3 separate regions of the Pan troglodytes genome follow, and regions 1 and 2 are each linked to region 3. Evidence: chromatin contacts called from public HiChIP or PLAC-seq data. All regions are on one chromosome and are shown on one strand. Each heading gives the region's core, a stretch centred on a gene start, on an enhancer-like site or on the middle of the called end of the contact. The rest is flanking DNA. Distances are from core to core; before and after follow the strand shown.

Region 1 (4,239 bases), core at 1,588-4,087, 220 kb before region 3:
TCCAGAAGCCCTGATTTTATAATATGACCTTGTGTCTTAAAATAAACCCACTCTCATCCTCCCTTTCCTGTCACCCTCTCTCTCTGAAATGTACTAAGCGTTAACTATGCTGAGATTGCAGGTGATTTTTCTACACACCACTTTTTTTTTTCACTTTAAGTTCTGGGATATGTGTGCAGAATGTACAGGTTTGTTACATAGGTATACATGATGTGCAGGTTTGTTACATAGGTATACATGTGCCATGGTGGTTTGCTGCACCTGTCAACCCATCATCTAGGTTTTAAGCCTTGCGTGCATTAGGTATTTGTCCTAATGCTCTCCCTCCCCTTGTCCCCCACCCCCACACACCATTTTTGCCTTTATATAATTATCTGCCTAGAAAAAAAAACACTATTTCGCAATGACCTTGAATACTTTTCTAATCATGGCAAACAATAAAGCTGTTGTTATTATAAGAATCTCTTTAGAGGCAGCCTTGTAGGAGTATTTACTGCCTCCCCGCTGCCCCATCGCTGTCCTCAACTGATATGGGGAAAGAAGCAGGTTCACTTCAGCCTCAGTCTCCTCATATGCAAGATGGGACAACGATGCCTACCTTGGCAGCTGAATGAGAATGATGGATGGGACATGTGTCCGTCAACTCTCCAAACCAATGGTGCCTGTGCCTGACCCCTACGAATTCTGATTTGATTGGTCTGGATGGACCCCAGGTGTTGGGATTGTTCAAGTTCTCCAGGTGATTCTGATTTTATGGCCTGTGCTGAGTCATTGCTTAATGGATTATTTCCCTATCCTGTATTCCCTTCCCAACCAACACATCCTGAAACTCAAGAGAGAGTTTTCCATTTAGAAGATGATAAACAAATATATATTATATATATTTATATATTAACATATGTAAATACGTATTAATATGTCTATAATATTACAAATATATTTATTTGTATGTACACATATATTTATACATATAAATATATAAGTAAATATATAAGTATATTTTTGAGACAAGGTCACCCAGGCTGGAGTGCAATGGGTGTGATTTTGGCTCATTGCAACCTCCACTTCCCAGGCTCAAGCAATCCTCCCATCTCAGCCTCCCAAGTCGCTGGGACTACAGACGCACACCACCACACCCAGCTATTTTTGTTTTTTATAGAGATAGGGTCTCACTACATTACCCAGGCTGGTCTTGAGCTCTAAGTTCAAGCAGTCCTCCCACCTAGGCCTCCCAAAGTGGTGGGATTACAGGAGTGAGCCGCCACACTCAGCCAATAAGTATGTTTTAACTAAAGTTAACACACATGCCTGGCACCATGCCTGGAACATTGATGCTCATTCTGTACTCTCTGAAGGAATAAATGAAAATCCTGCCTTTGTGGAGACAAGTTCTTGCCTTCCCTGTGGTGGCCACTAGAGAGCGTGCTTGACTAGCTGGCTCTGGCTGGGGAAGCCTGGTTCACTGGTCAGGATCAGCGTAGACCACGGAGCTGGCACTGCTTCATCTCCCTGACCCCGACCAGCAGCCATAGAGCCATGAGAGGGAGTTGGAGACACTAGAGTCCCTCCTCCCTGTTCCCTCAACCGCAGGCTCCTTGGCAATATCCCAGGAGTACCACCAGGACCATCGACAGTGCATGCCCAGTCTCCCTTCCCCTCCCAGAGGCCCCAGCATGTCCCCAGAGACATCCCATGAGCAGCTGCTCCTGGCCCTGCCCCAGAGCTGAGACAGGCACACCCTGGCACAAGTCATGGTCTCTCCTACTGGGTCTCAGCTATGAAAATGTCCCCAGTTAGCCAGGCACGGCTCAGGCACACAGCAAAGTCATGAGTGCTGATTGACCCAAGCCGTGCCTGGAACAAGAGTCCCAGGATTGACCCCTGCAGAGATGGCACCCAACCCAGTCAAGGTCGCCCTCTTCTGCTTTCTGTTCCGCAAAGAAAATATTCGCCAAACCATTTCTCCTTCCAGAACTGAGCCTAATCTGATTCCTGCCTGTACGTATTCATAGTCAAAAAATTTGGAAACACTTAAATAACAACTCTAACACAGAATGGCAAGGCCTAAGATCTGTGCCAAGTGCACAGAGGTCAGGGAAATTTTTACAGACAATGGGGCATTTCGGTTGGGTCTTGAAGCATGAGTAGGAGTTCATGGAGCGGAGAAGAATGGAAGAGCATTACACATCAGGGGAACAACCTACGGAAAGTCATAGAGCTATTCCTGAAGGATGATTCAGTATCGCATGTTTATCCACATTTTACAAAGGAGGACACTGAAGCTCAAGGCCTGCCTTGTCCAAGGTCACACAGCTATAAATGGCTTGAGACTAGGATCTAGGTCTTTTGATTTTGGATCCTGAGCCCTTTCCCACTATCAGCTCTACAGTAAAGGTCAGTTTCTGAGAGATAGAGTCTTACCTGCTAGGGTAGTGGTCTCTCTTGGGGTTGAAGGGAGGTCCAAAGGATGGGGCCTGCATGAAAGATACTTTTTTTTTTTTTTTTTTTGAGACGGAGTCTCGCTTTGTTACCCAGGCTGGAGTGCAGTGGCATGATCTTGGCTCACTGCAACATCTGCCTCCTGGGTTCAAGTGATTTCCGGCTAAGTTTTGTATTTTTAGTAGAGATGGGGTTTCACCATGTTGGCCAGGTTGGTCTTGAACTCCTGACCTCAAGTAATCTACCCGCCTCGGCCTCCCAAAGTGCTAGGATTGCAGGCATGAGCCACTGTGCCTGGCCGCATGGAAGAGACTTTGACTGCAGCAGATTCCAAGCTCTCGAGCTTCCCAGCAGAGAGCCATCTCTTGGGGCAGCAGGGCAGAGCTGGGGAGATGCGCGGGGGTGCCAGACACAGAATGCTATGGCCTTCTCATCTAGAATTACCATAGCAACAGGAGCATCACAGAGGGCCTGCCTCGGTGCCCTTCTAGGCCCTGCCTCAGCTGGGCAGGAAGAAGGAGACCCAGCTTGGCTGGGGGCAGTAGGCAGGGGGCCCCGGGGTAAGTCAGCCAGGCCTGGATGCTGCCTCCAGGCTTTATGTGGGACACCTGCCAGCCCACACCCCTCTCTTGGGCCAGTCACAGAACAAATAGGGCAGAGGCCAAGAAAGAAAAGGAGGGGGCTTGGCATAGCTGGACAGGGGTGCTGGGGGACACTGCCAGTCCAGGGCCCGGAAGCCAGACAGACAACAGCACCTCCACCCTGAGCTCAGGCAGCCCTGATCCCTGAAGGGTGGAGTAAACTCAACATTCAAAGAGATAGAAACATAAGCCCTGGGCACCACAGAAAGACGACAGAAACCAGGAGAGGCTGGGATACACCTAGGTCCAACTTCATCAAACCCAGTCCTGCCCATGACAACGGAATAGCATGGAATAGACCAGAGCTGGACCAACTAGAGACACGAGGCAAGAGGATCCACTGTGCTGCGAGGTCCCCCATGGACTCTGCCAGGCTGCAGTTGGCCAGGTGAGGCACTGACCACTCTCCACCTTCCACCCACCCCCACCCCTCCAGCTCAGAACTGGGGCTCGTGGCAGGTGGGTATCAGAAAGGACATCATGGGTCAGGCTTCTCCTAGACAACTGTGCAGGGCCTGGATGCCGTCAAAGGTTCACACCCAGTGAGTAGCCTCAGTGTCTTCAGCTCAAATGGGCATGTTGAGTTTGACGTGCTGTGAAAGAATGGTAAGTTTCTCGTCCAGCTGCTCGTTTTGCAGACAAAGAAACTGAGGCACAGAGAAGGAAAATGACTTGCATGAAGTCACAGTAGGCCGCCTGTCTAGGTGAGTGCAGCAACTCCCCGCTGCCCCAGGATGCTCCTGCGGTTCGCTTCCACGGCGAGCACTGAATGCCGACCGACCGTGTTTAGCGCTGCGGTGGCCACTGTGAGAGGGAAAGAATAGTAGAAACAATCAGTTCTCCCCATCTTGACCACTTACCAGGTGTCAGGCAGTGCACTAAGCGCTCTTTAGAAATGTCATCTACTCATCAAAACAACCCCTGGGGAAGAGGAAGGGTCATCCATCTGTCATGGTGGATGGATGTGGGGGAGGACGGCACAAGGGTAGGCTAGATGAGGAGTAAGCCACATTGGCCCCTATCTGTCAGGTCAATGGGCTGATGGCAGGCTGCCTTAGCTGCCTTTCCCTGCCTCAGATGCAGACTGGCTGGGCTTCCACAGCTACAGCCTTCTCCACCCATGCTAGGGCTACCAGACTTAGCCAATAAAACTACAGGC
Region 2 (4,412 bases), core at 926-3,425, 240 kb before region 3:
CCTGCCCGATCTTGCCCCTATTCTCCACCCTAACCAGCATCCCCCAACATAAACTGTACTTTCCAGGCCAACATTCTTTCTTTCTTTCTTTTTTTTTTTTTTTTGAGACGGAGTTTTGTTTTGTCTTCCAGGCTGGAGTGCAAAGGCGCGATCTCGGCTCACTGCAACCTCCGCCTCCCAGGTTCAAGCGATTCTCCTGCCTCAGCCTCCAGAGTAGCTAGGATTACAGGCGCATGCCACCACACCCGGCTAATTTTTGTATTTTCAGTAGAGAAGGGTTTAGCCTTGTTAGTTAGCCAGGCTGATCTCCAACTCCGACCTCAAGTGATCCGCCCGCCTCGGCCTCCCAAAATGCTGGGATTACAGGCATGAGCCACCGCGCCCAGCCCCAGGCAACATATTTTCTTAAGGCAGCTTTAACAGGCCATGCATTTCCACATTGCCACACCTTTGCATATGCTGTTCACTCTGCTCCAAATTCCCTTCCCTGTTTCTCTCCCGCACTTCACCTTCCTTTTAACTTTTTCTTCAAACTCAGCTCACGTGTCTTGCTTAGGGAGGGCTTCCCCGACCTCCTCCTATCCCAGACTGGGTAAGGTACTCTCCTGGTCTAGCAGCATCCTTCTGTTTACCTTATTCTTGTAGCTCTAGCACCACTAAAACGTTTTTCCTGCAAATAACATAGGTGCATTTTTAAATGAAACCGTGAAAAAGAAATCACCCTAATTCCGTCGGCAATTTATTTTAGTATTTCAGGAGAGTTGCTTTTTTAAACTAAGGTTTGGAAGTCTAGCTTCCAGCTGCAGGTTTGTGAGCATCCTGAAATTCAGTTCTTCCACCGATGCGTCAAAAGACGCGACAGAACAGTGGACCTCGAAGCCAGGACCTAGGTAAGGTTAGGGCCTAGCTCTAGCTCTGCCACCCATAAATTCACATCCACCCTGTGCCTGGGACTCAGCTGCAAGCCACACACACTGGCCCCACCCCTCCGGGGTCTCTTTCACCTGTCACCCGCCATTAACCCCGTCAGCTTCTCTCCAATGACACCCCAGGGTTGTCCTACAGGGCCACCGAAGCCTGAAGCTCCTGTGAGTGGGGCCGATAAGAGGCCATTTTGAAAAGTCCTCAGCATGGGCTTCGCCTTTAGATCCACGTCGTTTCTCCTTTCTAACCCGAGATGTGTCCCTTGGGTGCGAAGCGACACCAGCGATTCTCTCGGAGGCCCCGGTGGCTCACCCCCACGACTCCCCGGGGAGGCGGTCCCCATCCCTAGGGAAACCCGGCCCGCCCAGCCTTTGTTGCAGAAACTGCACACGGAGCCATATTTGCTTTCAGCCAAAGGCAGACGTGGTCGGAGGAGTCGGAAGGGCAGGGGCGGACCCGAAACCCGCCGTGCGCCCCACTTCTCCATCGCGCTCCTTCCTGGACTCTGAGGAAGAGAAAATGCGCTCGACCACCTAAGGACCGCGTCTCCACCTTCCACCTTCCCAATCTGCAGCTTCCCAATCTGCAGCAAGGTGTCACAAGGGCTTCTCCGCAGCTATGATTTTTAACACCATGCCCCGGGCCAGGAGCCTCAGGGTGCCCGTTCGGGAAAATGGGAGCCGAATCAGGATCACCCCATGCGCCCCCGCACCCTTCCCCCGCCGGTTCCAACGCCCGGGCGCCCCTAGACCGGGGGGGGGGGGGTTCTGAGGTGGACTTCCTGCGCCTCCTCGCAGCTTCCCTCCAACTCCACTAAACGGGCACAGAGACGCCACCGCTGTCCCAGAGGCAGTCGGCTACCGGTCCCCGCTCCCGAGCTCCGCCAGAGCGCGCGAGGGCCTCCAGCGGCCGCCCCTCCCCCACAGCAGGGGCGGGGTCCCGCGCCCACCGGAAGGAGCGGGCTCGGGGCGGGCAGCGCTGATTGGCCGGGGCGGGCCTGACGCCGACGCGGCTATAAGAGACCAAAAGCGACCCGCAGGGCCAGACGTTCTTCGCCGAGAGTCGTCGGGGTTTCCTGCTTCAACAGTGCTTGGACGGAACCCGGCGCTCGTCCCCCACCCCGGCCGGCCGCCCACAGCCAGCCCTCCGTCACCTCTTCACCGCACCCTCGGACTGCCCCAAGGCCCCCGCCGCCGCTCCAGCGCCGCGCAGCCACCGCCGCCGCCGCCGCCTCTCCTTAGTCGCCGCCATGACGACCGCGTCCACCTCGCAGGTGCGCCAGAACTACCACCAGGACTCAGAGGCCGCCATCAACCGCCAGATCAACCTGGAGCTCTACGCCTCCTACGTTTACCTGTCCATGGTGAGCGCGGGCGGGCCTAAGCGGTGGCGGGGGCCGGGCGCGGTTCCCGGGGCGCGCGCTGGGGCGGGCCGGGGGTGTGGCCACCCGCGGGCTCCCCCGCCTCCCTGCGCCCTTCTGGAAAATGGAGGCTGCTCGAGGTTTCCGAGGACTTCTCTGGCGCAGAAAGTCGGGGCAGCTGGTTCTTCTCGGCTGTACCCTGAGAATGCTCCCTCCTAGGCCAGGGCCGCCTCTGCACACCCTTCTTTTTTAAGGAGAGCTTGGTGTCCTGAAATCCTGGGGTTGCAAGACTGCCAGCCTGTGTGATCAATCCTGCGGTTAGGAAGGTGGAGTTTTGCTCTCCCATCTTTTCCTCTGCCTCCGGCATTTGGCCCTAAATGCCAGCGTTTTTTGCTTAGGTATCCAGCTCCCGTCCGCCTGTGTGTGGCGGAGCTGCTGGGTAACGGTGTCGAATAGCAAACCTTGGGGGCTGGCGGGAGGTGGCTTATCTTGTGGGTAGATCCCTCTCGAGCAGCCGTATCCACCTCTCGGCTCTGCTTATCTCTAAGTCCCACTTGCTTTGAAGCATATCTCTAGGAATCGCCCCTTCTGCAGTCACCGAAGTGTCACCTGACCTTGCGCCTAGGGAACTTAATTTATCTTTTATGTATCTTACCGTAAGAGGTGTGGAGTTTGGCCTACTAATTGAACCCCCAGTTCTTGGATAAAGTCCACCGACAGTTACTGGGCAAGAAATTTTTCAGTGATCAGTGGAATCAATTTTCCCAAATCTTGGTCTTAGGCAGTGTCGTGGGAGTCTTCCTTAGAATTGCCTTGTGATTGTCCAAACTATCCCAAGAATAAATGTGTTCCAAATGGATTTGAAAACAGGCCTGTATTTCTGTGACTGTCACTGCCTTTCACAAACACTTGACTACATCAAATGTCTACAACTGAAAATCAAATTTTTGTGATATAACTATTATAAAAGTATGTTTACATCAACATACTGTCCACATTTGCCACCTTGCATGGGGGTTTTTAATTTGTGTGTGTGTGTGAGAGACAGAGTCTCGCTCTGTCACCCAGGCTGGAGTGCAGTGGCGCGATCTCGGCTCACTGCAGCCTCCGCCTCCTGGGTTCAAGTGATTCTCTTACCTCAGGCTCCTGAGTAGCTGGAATTACAGGCGCACGCCACCACGCCCAGCTATTTTTTTTTATTTTTAGTAGAGACGGGGTTTCACCATGTTGACCAGGATGGTCTCGATCTGCTGACCTCGTGATCCGCCTGCCTCGGCCTCCCAAAGTGCTGGGATTACAGGCTGAGCCACCGCACCCAGCAGGGGTTTTTAATTTTATAAATAAATATGTGGTACAGCTGGCAGACTCCTGAGCTCAGTTTTAACCTTGCTTTAACATGGTTAATACAGGAGCAGGGAGGAGAAAAGGACTAAGTGCAGGGTCAGTACTCCAGCGCCCTCTCATCAGACAATGAATTCTGACACTGGCTGTAAGTTTTCTGTGCAGTAATACAGATCCTTAAGACATTGCCCCAGGCAATGCCCATAATATCCTAAAGGTTCCTTGAAGTTAACTTTCAAGGATCAAGTTTCAGTTTTCTATTTTAGAATAGAAACATTACTCTTGGGTTCAATCCAGTAGCTCATCTGCCCCCAGTCTCCTTAGGCACTGATTCCTTCATGCTGTGCTTTGAGAAAGGAAGCCTAGGCTGACGAGACCATCTTGCCTCCCTGTAGACCGTCACAGCTACCTGTTTCTGGGGATCCCTAGTATAACACATTCAGTGTTCCCCTTTCAGTCTTACTACTTTGACCGCGATGATGTGGCTTTGAAGAACTTTGCCAAATACTTTCTTCACCAATCTCATGAGGAGAGAGAACATGCTGAGAAACTGATGAAGCTGCAGAACCAACGAGGTGGCCGAATCTTCCTTCAGGATATCAAGGTGAACAAAAGATCCTAGGGGTGTCATACTTCATCATCTGGCAGTGTTCGGGTATCAGAAATCACTTAAACTAGCAATTGCCCTTATAAAGTGATGATACACTGGGCTTTTGCCTTTTGTGCTTTTTTAGGCTTACCATCTAAACTAAATTAGGTAAATAGTAATGTCCCTTTTGCCAAAACG
Region 3 (4,497 bases), core at 56-2,555:
AAGAAGAAACGAAAGACTCCATCAGGCCTTTTCATTGTTCCCACTCTTTCTTCACAGAGTTCTTTCTAGAGCATCAATGACTGTTCAATTCTTCCTTCTAATTCAGTCCAAACACTTCAGCATGGCATCACGACCTTTCATGTTCTGGTTCCCAACCTAACCCTACATTCTGGGATCTCAACAGAAAGCTGGAATAAGGCCCGCCTTTTCCCACTTTTCCTTAGCTGTGCCCTCCTCTCGCCATCCTCTCACGCGTCCTTCCAGGTCCATCCCTGGATTATTAATCAATTAATAATTAATTGGCAATGAATTATTCATTTGATTAATATGAATAATTCCCCTGTGAACTGCAGCGGCAAAAGCTCTGGCCTTGAATCTAGGCGCGGCATTTACCATCCGTGTGACGTTACCAAGCCACTGAGGTTTATTTTCTCGTCTACAGAAGAAGAACGATTACCATGCCTGTCTCTCAGGGCTGCTGCCAGGGTTAACTGAGACAACAGACGGAAACCTCTAATGTCCCCTCTCCAGGCCTGTTCAACCCTTCGGCTCTTGCCTCAAGCCGGCCGCGCTGCTGGAGTGTGGACTGAGGACCAGGCCATGTAGCCCTTGATCCCCTCACGGCGTCCCACAGACAGGTAGGCAGGAAAGGGGCCTAAACAACTCAAGTGTCAGAAATGTTTCCCGTCCAAGGTCTTAGGAAAAATACAACACGACCCCATAAGGTGGAACTTATTACCGCTTTTCTACAATGGAGGAAAGAGAGGCTCGGAGCTTAGGCGACTGGCCCAAGGCTCACAGGGGGAAAAGTGGCGGGACCTCTTGACTGCGAATCCCGCGCACTCCAGACCCCGGCTCCCCACGGCCCCTAGCGCCAAGCGGACCCCGTCGCTCCCGGAGGCGCTTCCCATGGGGTCTCACCTGGCCTTTGGGACACGAGGCCTCGGCGGCTAAAGCTTGGTTCGGGGTTGCCCCGGGCAGGCGGTCCTAAGCCCGCTCTCCCTTCTCAGCTTAGCGGCGGGTCGCCTGACGTTCAGCCGCCTTCCAAAGCCCGCGCTCCCGTCACGTGACCTGCTCGCCACGCACAGCCTCTTGGGGCGCGTAGTGCAGGCTGCGTCCCCTCAGACGGCTGCTCTCATGGCAACCAGTCCCTCCAGGGAGAACAGAGTCTCTCAGCGACCCTGGCGTACCCTTCTCCACCGCTCGTCCCCACTCCACCCACACCAGGTCCCCGCAGGCCCCTGCTCCCTCTACACCCTAAATCGCAGGACTACAAGTCCCTCAATGCCACTTGCGCCGGAGGCACTTCCTTTTCCGGTTGTGCTAGGCGCCTGCTCCTGCCGACGTGTTCTTCCGGTGGCGGAGCGGCGGATTAGCCTGCGCGGGGTATAATGGTGAGAGCGTTGAGGGGAGTTCCAGACGGAGATGCGAGGACCCCCTCGGGGTCTGACCCACACCGCGCTTCTCTCAGACGCCGGAGATCCAGAGGGCTAGACGCTCCTGGAACCTCCGGCTTGGGCTGAAGGGTGGGGAAGGGGGAAGCCCCTTGCCATGAACTCCTTAGGTTTCTCAGCTCGCGATTTCTAAGGGCGAGAGGCGTGGGGCGAATTTTGAATACCTTCCAGTTTGTATATCTCTGTTATCGGTGGTGTGTTATCTTTATCTGGAAAGTTCTTCTGCCGAACCCGTGCCCATCCTACAATGCCCTGGGCAAATGTTTCTTGGTGAAGCACTTCCAACTCTCAGGCACTTGGCCAGACTTTCCTAGGAGCGCCCACAGCCTCTGTACAGATCTCTGGCCACGTTCCATGGACTTCTTTGTTTTCGGCCACGCCTCCTAGTGACCACCGTCTGACGCGCATCTAGCTCTGGGATGATGTCTATTCATCTTTGTATTCTCAGTGCCAAACAGAGGGCCCGTAATTGGAAGCTCAATAAATGGCAGTGATTGTCTTTATCATTTTGGGGGAAGGGGGCCGTGATTGTTTACTGAATTGAATTCCAGTGTCTCAGAACAATGGGGGCAGTTTACTTCTCTAGAGTTGTTATGTTCTGGATTTTAGAAGCATTGGCTGACGGGTGACAATGAAGTTAACATTTGTACAGATCTTTACGTTTACAGCCCTCTTTCATAAAAGGCATTATCTCATCATCTTCCCTACAGCCTTAGGAAGGAAGCAAATACCTGTTGAGCAAAATACTCCCTGCCAGGCACTAGATGCTTTGATTCATCATCTTTCTTATTTTTCAGTTCTGTGAAATAGATATTACAATCGCTTTACTCAGACTCAGATTACTCAGAACCAGAACTTGAATGTCTTGACCATAGCTCACAAGATTCCATAATAGCATAGGTAGTGAGGAAAATACTGAATTAGAAATTGAGGGCCAGGCGCGGTGGTTCACTCCTGTAATCCCAGCACTTTGGGAGGCTGAGGCGAGCGGATCAGGAGGTCAGAAGTTCAAGACCAGCCTGGCCAGCAAGGTGAAACCCTGTCTCTACTAAAAATACAAAAAATTAGCCGGGCATGGTGGTTCACGCCTGTAATCCCAGCTGCTCGGGAGGCTGAGGCAGGATAATCACTTGAACCCAGAAGGCGGAGCTTGCAGTGAGCCGAGTTGGCACCACTGCACTCCAGGCACTCCAGCCTGGGCGATAGAGCAAGACTGTCTGAAAAAAAAAAAAAAAATTGAGCCTGGGCGCGGCAACTCACACCTGTAATCTCAGTACTTTGGGAGGCCGAGGCAGGCAGATCACCTGAGGTCAGGAATTCAAGACCATCCTGGCCAGCATGGCAAAACCCTATCTCTACTAAAAATACAAAAATTAGATGTGGTGGTGCGCACCTGTAATCCTATAGTCCCAGCTACTCGAGAGGCTGAGGTATGAGAATCTCTAGAACCCGGGAGGCAGAGGTTGCAGTGAGCCGAGATCGTGCCACTGCCCTCCAGCCTGGGCGACAGAGTGAGACGCCGTCCAAAAAAGGAGACTCCGTCAAAAAAAAAAAGATATTGAGATCTGGGTACCACCAGTCAGTGACTTATAGCAGGGGTTCTCAGCTTGGTGTCTATAGACACTGGTCCACAAAGCTCCGGAAATTGTAGGCAAACTTTTTCTTGTATGTGGTTTTTCTCAGGCAGAGAGTTCGTACCTTTAGTCACGTTTTCATAGTGGTCAGATTATTGGCCTCAGAAAATGCTAATAAGGACCATTGATCTGCAGCTACATTTCCGGGCTAAAATCAGCCTCTGTTTCACAGCAGCACCAAGCTCCTTGATAACCCCATGTTCTCTCCAGGCTGAAATCGTGGGATTCTTTGATAGCTCTGATCTCTTTCCCTCCTCTAGGAGCTCGAGGCCATGAGCAGATATACCAGCCCAGTGAACCCAGCTGTCTTCCCCCATCTGACTGTGGTGCTTTTGGCCATCGGCATGTTCTTCACCGCCTGGTTCTTCGTGTATCCTTTCACTGAGCAGCCAGAGGAACAGCATTAGTGATGTGGGAAGCTCAGGGAGAAACCATGCTAGGTACATGGACTCCGCCGGTTTTGTACATTGGATTGGGGCTGAGAGAAGGTAAGGAGGAGAGGAGAGCTGGTGATGCCCAGGGGCAGGTTATGGCCTTATTTCCCAAGTTCAGGTGAGCTCAGTTTGTTCTTTGGATTTCCAGGACAGTGAGCAGGGGGCCTGGCTGGAGTGGAGGTGGGGAATAGGGGTGCTACAGTTGGAAAGGTGGTATAAGGAAGGGTGCACTCAGGTGTCAGGAGGTCTGAGGGCTAGTCCCAGCTCCGGCCCTCATGAGCTGTGTGACCTGGGGCAAGTGACCTAACTCCTCTGGGTCTCATTTTCTTCATGGCGGTGGAGCACCAGAGTCCAAGGCATCTCTTAGGCCCCTCTGCCTGGCTGCTCTGAGCCAGATAGGCCTCCCAGAAGGCATTGAGCCAATGCTTTTCTCCTCAGATTGCCATGGGCTGGGCTCTCTGCACTCCACAGTCCACCCCTTCGCTTTGCCTTAACTGCTGTGCCCAGTTACGAGGTCACCTCTACCAAGTACACTCGTGATATCTATAAAGAGCTCCTCATCTCCTTAGTGGCCTCACTCTTCATGGGCTTTGGAGTCCTCTTCCTGCTGCTCTGGGTTGGCATCTACGTGTGAGCACCCAAGGGTAAGAGCTGCAATGGGATGGATGCGTGAGCCTCCAAGGCACAGCCCAGGGAAGCCTCCCCAGAGTCAGGTCAGCAGGGTCCTTAAAGCTCTTCCAGCATGACCCCTTGGTTGATGGAGACAGACTCAGTGGAATGGGTAGGGACACTAGACATTTGTGCCTCTTTCCCTGCCCCTCATACGGATTTGAGCCAAATGTGACTCTGTCAGTTCTGAGCTCACATGGCCCAAGGCCTCGATCTGCCTTTGGGATGTACCACCTAGAAGTGTGGACGCAGGCATCCCATGGCTGTACATTTACATTCTTAGAAGTCAGACCCCAGTGACTTGGA

The links. HiChIP or PLAC-seq counts read pairs in DNA pulled down with a chosen protein or histone mark.
Region 1: a contact with region 3 is called in an H3K4me3 HiChIP or PLAC-seq map of stem cell-derived excitatory neurons, with 6 times the contacts expected there. The contact joins the promoter of BEST1 here to the promoter of TMEM258 in region 3. A contact is called at or near these places in 1 of 7 Hi-C or Micro-C datasets (stem cell-derived neural progenitor cells) and 1 of 1 datasets of contacts at active chromatin or transcription factors (stem cell-derived excitatory neurons).
Region 2: an H3K4me3 HiChIP or PLAC-seq map of stem cell-derived excitatory neurons shows a contact between it and region 3, with 2.7 times the contacts expected there. The contact joins the promoter of LOC104001207 here to the promoter of TMEM258 in region 3. A contact is called at or near these places in 1 of 7 Hi-C or Micro-C datasets (stem cell-derived neural progenitor cells) and 1 of 1 datasets of contacts at active chromatin or transcription factors (stem cell-derived excitatory neurons).

Annotation. Positions count from the first base shown.
Region 1 is chr9:64,259,942-64,264,180 of NHGRI_mPanTro3-v2.0_pri, reverse strand. BEST1 (bestrophin 1) reads right to left here and starts at 2,837. Exons shown (of 12, transcript XM_063782962.1): 1 at 2,671-2,837; 2 at 2,422-2,474. RAB3IL1 (RAB3A interacting protein like 1) reads left to right here and starts at 2,893. Exons shown (of 9, transcript XM_054662338.2): 1 at 2,893-3,468. The coding sequence starts at 3,440.
Region 2 is chr9:64,280,152-64,284,563 of NHGRI_mPanTro3-v2.0_pri, reverse strand. LOC104001207 reads right to left here and starts at 2,175. Exons shown (of 3, transcript XM_009423374.5): 1 at 2,078-2,175; 2 at 1,786-1,936; 3 at 879-1,540. The coding sequence starts at 2,175. The coding sequence ends at 1,001. It overlaps FTH1 (ferritin heavy chain 1), which reads left to right and starts at 1,533. Exons shown (of 4, transcript XM_001140124.8): 1 at 1,533-2,287; 2 at 4,083-4,229. The coding sequence starts at 2,174.
Region 3 is chr9:64,039,896-64,044,392 of NHGRI_mPanTro3-v2.0_pri, reverse strand. It overlaps TMEM258 (transmembrane protein 258), which reads left to right and starts at 1,305. Exons shown (of 4, transcript XM_003951907.5): 1 at 1,305-1,394; 2 at 3,349-3,458; 3 at 4,030-4,166. The coding sequence starts at 1,392. The coding sequence ends at 4,156. FEN1 (flap structure-specific endonuclease 1) reads right to left here and starts at 2,074. Exons shown (of 2, transcript XM_016921032.4): 1 at 1,619-2,074.